2 separate regions of the Mus musculus genome follow, and region 2 is linked to region 1. Evidence: chromatin contacts called from public promoter capture Hi-C data. All regions are on one chromosome and are shown on one strand. The core of a region is the stretch at or near the end of the contact, and the rest is flanking DNA. Distances in the headings are between cores, read along the strand shown. Region 1 holds the start of Bspry (B-box and SPRY domain containing). Region 2 holds the start of Whrn (whirlin).

What was found. Promoter capture Hi-C pulls out the DNA fragments that hold promoters and counts their contacts.
Region 2: a promoter capture Hi-C map of pre-B cells shows a contact between it and region 1, with 2.8 times the contacts expected there. The contact joins the promoter of Whrn here to the promoter of Bspry in region 1.

The regions. Positions count from the first base shown.
Region 1 is chr4:62,477,752-62,481,507 of GRCm38.p6, forward strand. It overlaps Bspry (B-box and SPRY domain containing), which reads left to right and starts at 2,316. Exons shown (of 7, transcript NM_138653.1): 1 at 2,316-2,686. The coding sequence starts at 2,342.
Region 2 is chr4:63,494,450-63,497,862 of GRCm38.p6, forward strand. Whrn (whirlin) reads right to left here and starts at 1,542. Exons shown (of 12, transcript NM_028640.2): 1 at 164-1,542. The coding sequence starts at 784.

The sequences.
Region 1 (3,756 bases), core at 1,066-3,565:
TGTGTGTAATAAAGGCATTTCTTGTGCCTGGTACATGTTAAACCCCCAAACTAAGCACTTCACTGATAAGACTGCATTTAATTGTTGAGGCAGGCCTCTAAGTGAGATATGCTGTTACTTTACTGAATTGAGGAGAAAAGGGAGACCAGAGGAATCAGGCAATCTGACCAAGACCTACAACCAGGAGCTGTATAACCAACAACCCTACATTCCTATGTCACCTGGCATAGAGCATTGTGTGTTTGAGTGGCCTCGTGTCCATACTGGAAGGATGGCTCCACTCAGTACGACTCTGAGTGGCTTCAGGGCTTTTGGCTGCACTCAAATCTGGGGGCTAAGCCAAGACTACAAAGGAAAAGTTTTATCCTCTTTATGTAGTAGTGGCTTTGAGGGTTTCCAGTGTAGAGATATGCAAGCCCCCAAGAGGCCAACTTTGGGCTAGGAGCAGTTTTCCCCACATATCAGGAATACCAGGCTGCATGACCTGCAGAAGGCTCCTTCTGGGTTCAGTTTGATTCATCAAAGAGGCAGAAAGAGCCTCAGAAGTTAGTTGTTCTTGAAATGGGTATTTTGGTATTTTGTGCTTATTTGCATATCCCATTGTCTTCAAAGTTACTTTTTCATCAATGTCAATTTAAAAAAGAAAAAGCCCAAATAATCAAATTCAGGAAATTTGAATGCAAATACACTACTTGGAAAATCAGCCCTTTCAATGCTTCTCAATACGTTGTAACTTAAAAATTACTCATCCAGGTAACCAGAAGTTAAACTGCTTGGGTTTTGGTATCATTGCCATCAATCAGCAACTGAGACTCCACACGTTACTTAATTTCCATAAAATAGTAATCAGGCATGGGGTTACTTAGAGAGTGAAGGCGCTTGCTGCCAAGTCTGGTGACCTAGGTCCAACTTCCAAAACCTACATGGAAGGAGGGATCCTATTCCTGCAAGCTGTCCTCTGGTTTACGAATGCACTGTGGTACATACACTTCCAAAGTATTCAAATATTCTCTCTCTAAATAAATAAATGTGATAAAAATTGTCATAAGTGTTTTTCCTTTTGCTGTTAGCACTGAGCAGCTGCTGTGTGCCTGACACTGTTCATAACTTTTCTTTTTTGCTTTGTTTTGTTTTAAGACTATCTCCCTCTGTAGCTCTGGCTGTCCTGGTGGCCTGGAACTCGCTATGTAAAACCAGGCTGCCTCTAACTCACAGAAATCCATCAGCTTCTGCCTCTTTTTTTTTTTAAAGACTTATTTATTATATGTAAGTTCACTGTAGCTGTCTTCAGACACACCAGACGAGGGTGTCAGATCTCATTACAGATGGTTGTGAGCCACCATGTAGTTGCTAGGATTTGAACTTGGGACCTTCGGAAGAGCAGTCAGTGCTCTTAACCGCTGAGCCATCTCTCCAGCCCAGCTACTGGCTCTTGAGTGCTTGGATTAAAGGCACATGCCACCACTCACAGCTTGGTTTTTTGTGTTTTGTTTGTTTGTTTGTTTGTTTTATTTGTTTGTTTTGTTTTTTTAATGTGTCTTTGAGACAAAGTCTTACGTAACCCAGCTGGCCTCGAACCTTATATGTTTGAGGATGACCTTGAACTCCTGATCTTCCCACTTCTATCTCCCAAGTGTTGGGATTACAGATTTGTGTCACCATAACTGACTCATTTCATGTGCTTTCATTTATATACTCCTCAACCCAAGTATGAGAGTGAGATCGCCTCAACCCCCTTTAACAGTCAAGCACAGCTGAGAAATGAGCCTGTATTTAAGACACATGCCTAAAGCTGCCCCTCAAACACGCTGTTAATGCATTTAGCAAAAAATCTGACACTTCGTAACTGCTTACTAAAGATTCGTATAGGCACTAGAATGTCAGTTGTTTTTTTTTTTGTTTTTTGTTTTTTTTAAATCAAACACATCACGTATCTTGAGGTATTTCTTTTCTTTTTAAGATTTATCCATTTATTTAATGTATGTAAATACACTGTAGCTATCTTCAGACACACCAGAAGAGGGCATCAGATTTCGTTACGGGTGGTTGTGCGCCACCATGTGGTTGCTGGGATTTGAACTCGGGACCTCCGGAAGAGCAGTCGGCGCTCTTAACCGCTGAGCCATCTCTCCAGCTCCCAGCTGTTTGTTTTTAAAACTCTGACACAACACAACTTAATCCTATAAAGAACCACAGCCTACAGATGCAGGCGGAACCAGTGTGGTGTGGGTCAGCGCGCGGGCGCAGCCTGGGAGGGGCGAAGCCAGAGAGGGCGGGGCCTGGAAGGGCCACGCCCTCGGTACCTGCGACAGGTGGAGCGCGCGGCCTCCGGCTCTCGGCCATGTCCGCGGATGTCTCCGGGACGGAGTCCGGGTCCGAGTCCGGGCCGGAGCCGGAGCCGGGACCGGAGCCCGGACCGGAGTCCCGACCGGAGTCCCGGCCGAAGCCGGGACCGGGACCGGAGCCCAGACCCGAGTCCGGGCCGGAGCCGGGGCCGCGATCCGGACTGAGGAGGGGACCGAAGCAGGGGTCCGAGCGGAGCCAGTTGTGCCCCGAGCACTTCGAGCCTCTGAGCTGGTTCTGCCTCTCGGAGCGACGGCCGGTATGCGCCACCTGCGCCGGGTTTGGCGGCCGCTGTCACCGGCACCGCATCCGTCGAGCGGAGGAGCACGCGGAGGAGCTGAGAGTAAGCGGGCGTGGGGCCGGGAACTTTCTTGGGGCGGGGGAACTGGCAGGGACCAGGGACCGGGGTGGGTGGGTGGGGGATAGTGGCTTTTCTGTGGCTTCCCTTGCAGAAGGAGGTGGTTAAAGGTGTGACCTCTGGAGTAAACTGGATCGGAGTTTGAATCCTGCCCCCTCCCTGTGAGTCACTGATCCAAGCTTGGTGTCTCTCACCAGTAGTTTCTAGGCATTCATAACACCACGTGATTGTTATAGCTGACCTCGTAAAAACTTAGTCCCCCCCTAACCTCTTGACTTAGAGTCACCCTCTCCCCCCTTTCAGGTTTCCTGGTGAGGGATCCAGTTCCCTTCCAACCTGGCCAGACTGTAATTGAAGTGATGGATAGGGTGGAAGAATAGCAGGGCACTCTATCTCCTAAGGTCTCCTCATCTCTTGGTTCAGTGTGGCTCTAGGCTGGTCATTTTCCAGTTACACCCTGATCCTTTTCCCTGAGCTGCTGAGATTGGAGGCCAAGTCACCTTGGTGCAGCCGTCGTCTTCCTTTCATTTTAGCTGAGGCCCCTGGGGAACTCCTTGCAATTTGATTAAATGGCTTAATTCTCCCAACCCCACCCTGGCACCGAGCCCTGCTGTGCACTGAGAGCTGTCGCTGGGGACATCACCTACTCAAACCAGATTGTAATAAACACACCTCCCTGGAAACTGGGGCCGGTGGAGTTCAGTTACTCAGGGATGGTGAAAATAGACTTGAGAAAAGTTGATATAAATCAGCTTGCATCATGGGTAAGGCTTTTACAAATTCCTAAGGACTTAGATACTTATCATCGAGTTCCATCCAGGCTGAAGCGTGGGTTCTAACTAAGGTTTTTCAGACGAGGAAAAGGGCCCACAGGAGGATGGTAACTCTTAATAGTCAGGGTTTAAGAGGGGGAGATTCATTGACCGGGCAAGAGGAAACCACTTTTTGATCTCAGTGGTTATGAAGAGGAAGTGACCTCATGGAAAACCTTGAAAGTAGCCTTCATGCCTGTATGAGTGGTGAGAGGGGTGAAGGCCAGGGCAGGAGAGCAAGCT
Region 2 (3,413 bases), core at 292-2,791, 1.0 Mb after region 1:
ATGTTCCTCTTTTAAAATCCGGTCAGGGAGGCAAAAATAAACCAACAACAAAGACCAGAAAGGTCAGGCGATTTGGTATAAAAGATAGCAGCACAGGCAACCGAAGAGGGAGCACTAAACTGCCTGTACTGTCCTCTAACGCTCCCATAAACCACAGCCCTACCTTGACAGCCTCCGCGTGGGTCACCCGGGCTAGAGATTTATCGTTGACGCGCAGAATCTGGTCCCCGACCCGCAACCCTTCCTTCTCTGCCAGGGAGCCCGGCTCCACTAGAGACACGTAGATGCCCACGCCGTGTTCCGAGCCCCCGCGGATGCTGAAGCCCAAGCCCTCGTGGGCCTTGGCGCGCCGCAGGCTCACGAGTCGCACCTCCCCGGGCCCCGCGCCGTCGGGAGCGGCCCAGGCGGGCTGCCTGTAGGGGGTGGTGGCTGGCAGGTAGAGGCCCTCGGCCGTGTACTGGTCGAAGAGCAGCTGGTCGGAGCGCGGGATGACCAGACGCAGCATGGGCAGCAGACGCCGCTTGACCGGGCTGTCCAGCAGGACGCGCAGGGTGCGCACCAGGTCGAAGACGTTGCGGCGCGCGTGGTACGCGTTGAGGCAGTGAGTGAACTGCTCCCGCTCGGGCTCGCTCAGCAGCGCCGTGAGCGCTTGGTGCAGCTGGCGCACGTTGGCAGACAGCAGCCGCAACCCCGCGCCCCCGCCGCCGCCCGCCGCCGCCGCCGCCGAGCCCAGCGAGCCGGTGGAGGACGAGCTCACCGACAGGCCGTCCAGCTGTGCGTTCATCTCCCCGCCGAGGCCCGGCCGCACTCGGGGCGCGCGGCGCGGGGCGGCAGCTGCACCTGCGGCCAGAGGCGCGACAGCTGGATTCCCCGGGGCGCGGAGGTCACGGCTGGAGTCTGGGTTTGGGGTAGACGCGGAGTCACCGGCTGCAGTCTAGACTGGCCCGGAGAGCGGAGACGACGGCTGCAGGGTGGGTTGGGGAGGTGCAGGTGAGCTAGAGCGCTGGCTGGATCCTGGGGAGGTGGCAGGGACAGCGGCTGGTGTCCCAGGGGCGCGAAGGCAGGTGAAACTGGAATTCGGAGGACGAAGAGACGGCGGCTGCAATCCTGAGGACCGCGGCGGGATCCTGGGGGGACAAAGAGTTGGCGCCTGGAGGCCGGAGGTCGTGGAGACTGCGGCTGGAGGCCGGGGGGAGCGAGAACAGCAGCTACATGCCGGAAGGCGCGGGGACCGTGCGTGGCCGCAGTGGGGGGCGCAGCCACGCCGCCCGCCCCGTCACACCATGTCCGGGGCTCCCCCAGCCGAGATGCCCGTTCCTCTAGGGCTGGGGGACCCCAAAGTCAGAAAGAAGTTAGGGCGCCGGTCAATCTAGGCTCAGAGTCCGGAGCAGTCGCAGCCAGAGGAGCCACGCGGGCGTCCGGCGGGGGGTGCGGGGCATGTCCCGGGCCGCCCACCATGCAGCAGCCCGGGCCCCCGCGCCCCAACGCCGCCCGGGCGCACACGGAGCCACGCGGCCGGGAGCCCGGACTTTGCGAACTGTTGAGCAGCTCTGGGCTGAGTCTTCCAGCGAGTTCCGACGCCGCCGCCGTCGCCAGCCGGGACTTGGCCCCGCCCCCTCGCCCCTCCCCCTCCCCGCCCCGTCCCCCCGCGGGCTCTTCAGGAAATGACGTCCCGCCTGGCGCGCCTGGCTGTTGCCTGGAGACGGGGTGAAACAGTCCGGCCCCAAGGAAGAAAGGGGTGAAAGTGGGGGTGAAAGAAAGCAGGAGGAGCCCTGGGCCCCTGCGAAGTCTTCCCACTTCCTCAGCCCAGGGGTGAAAGATGGGGTCCTAAAAGCTGCGCTTTCCGGCGATCACAGCTCGATTCCAGGGTCGCTTTGGAGCAATTAGCCGGTTTGCCAATTCACAATTGGGGAAAATGGCCAACTTTTGGCCTCTAAAATAATAGATGCTTCATGCTCTGCTTTTCTGCCTTAAAATGTTGTTCCTGCAGCTTGCACACGTGCTGACTGCAAGTTTAAGTGAGTATGTGGACGATAATCGGTCACCTGCTCTGCACATGAGAAGAATATAAGCCACACAGGTGCCATCAGGAGCCAAGTCCTGTGCTGGGATAGATCAGCCTGGGCCCCTTCCTCTGGTGCTCTCCGGAGTGGGGGGGGGGGGGGGAGGGGGGAGTGGGGGAAAGCAAGGAGCTGTTATCAGAACTGTAAAGTATGCAAACACACACACATGCATTTAAAACTAAGTCTGGAGTAGGAATGTCACTTGTACCAACTGTTAGGTCCCGCTTGTGATCTTTTCCACACTGAGGGAACAGGGTGAAGGTTACATGACAACTCTATATACAGTCTTTAAAAAAAACATATTTTATATGGAAAGATGTCAGAATACACAGTCTAAAGTCTGTCATCTGATACCCACTCTCCTAAACACTATCACAGGAAAAACTCGGCTTCTAGTCAAAGAAGTGTTCTAAGAAGATCTATAGTGCTTGACCTAGTCACCACTACATGCCATGTGGATCTCTTTAAACCTGAATTGCCTCTCCAGAGGTGTTCTGTGAAAAGCTGGTTTTTTTTCCCCTAAGACTGTCCTGGGTTGCCGTCACAGGAATGAAACGGCTGACTCTGATATGGGAGAAATAGAAAAAGAGAAGGATTATCTGGAGTGGCTTTGAGCTGGCTGCAGAAGGGTGTTTTGTTCCCTGGCTAGTTATTTACCTGTGCACTTGGTCATTCTTCATTCAACATTTGCCAAGCACCCGTTCTGCTGCTTGACCAAGCGGCATATGGTTGATGCTGGAGACCCAGGATAAAGAGTTGAAATCTTTGACCTCAAAGAGTCATAGTCTGGCAAAGGAAAGACGGTGTAGGTCAAGGTTAAAAACAAACAAACATAAAAAAGATAAGCATTAGGAGTGTCAAGATAGACCACAGTGAGGCGAGGAGACTAACAGGAATGGACTTTCTGGGCTGCAGAGATGTTTCCGCGGGTAAAGATATTTGCCACCAAGCCTGACCACCTGATTTTCATGCCTGGAACCAGCACGGTGGAAGGGGGAGAACCAACTCCTGCAAGCTGTCCTCTAATCTTCATGGTGCTTGTGGCACGTGTAGCAACCCTGTAGCACATAATAAACGAATAAGTAAATAAAATATTTTAAAAGAAGAATCTTTCTGAGTAATGGGAAGCCACAGGGAGATTTCTAACACTGTAGTTTAATGCAGTCCCAAAATGGAGGCAAAGAATTAAAGTTCTCCTTTCCCCAAAGCTCTCCCCTTCTTTTCACACAGACCTGAGTTGAATTGATGCCCAGTGAACATATTTCACAGGGCGTCACAAAGTGATGTCTTAAGTAGCCAATTGAGTGACCCTTTGACATCTGTCTTACAGCTCTGCGTGTAGCAGTCCGT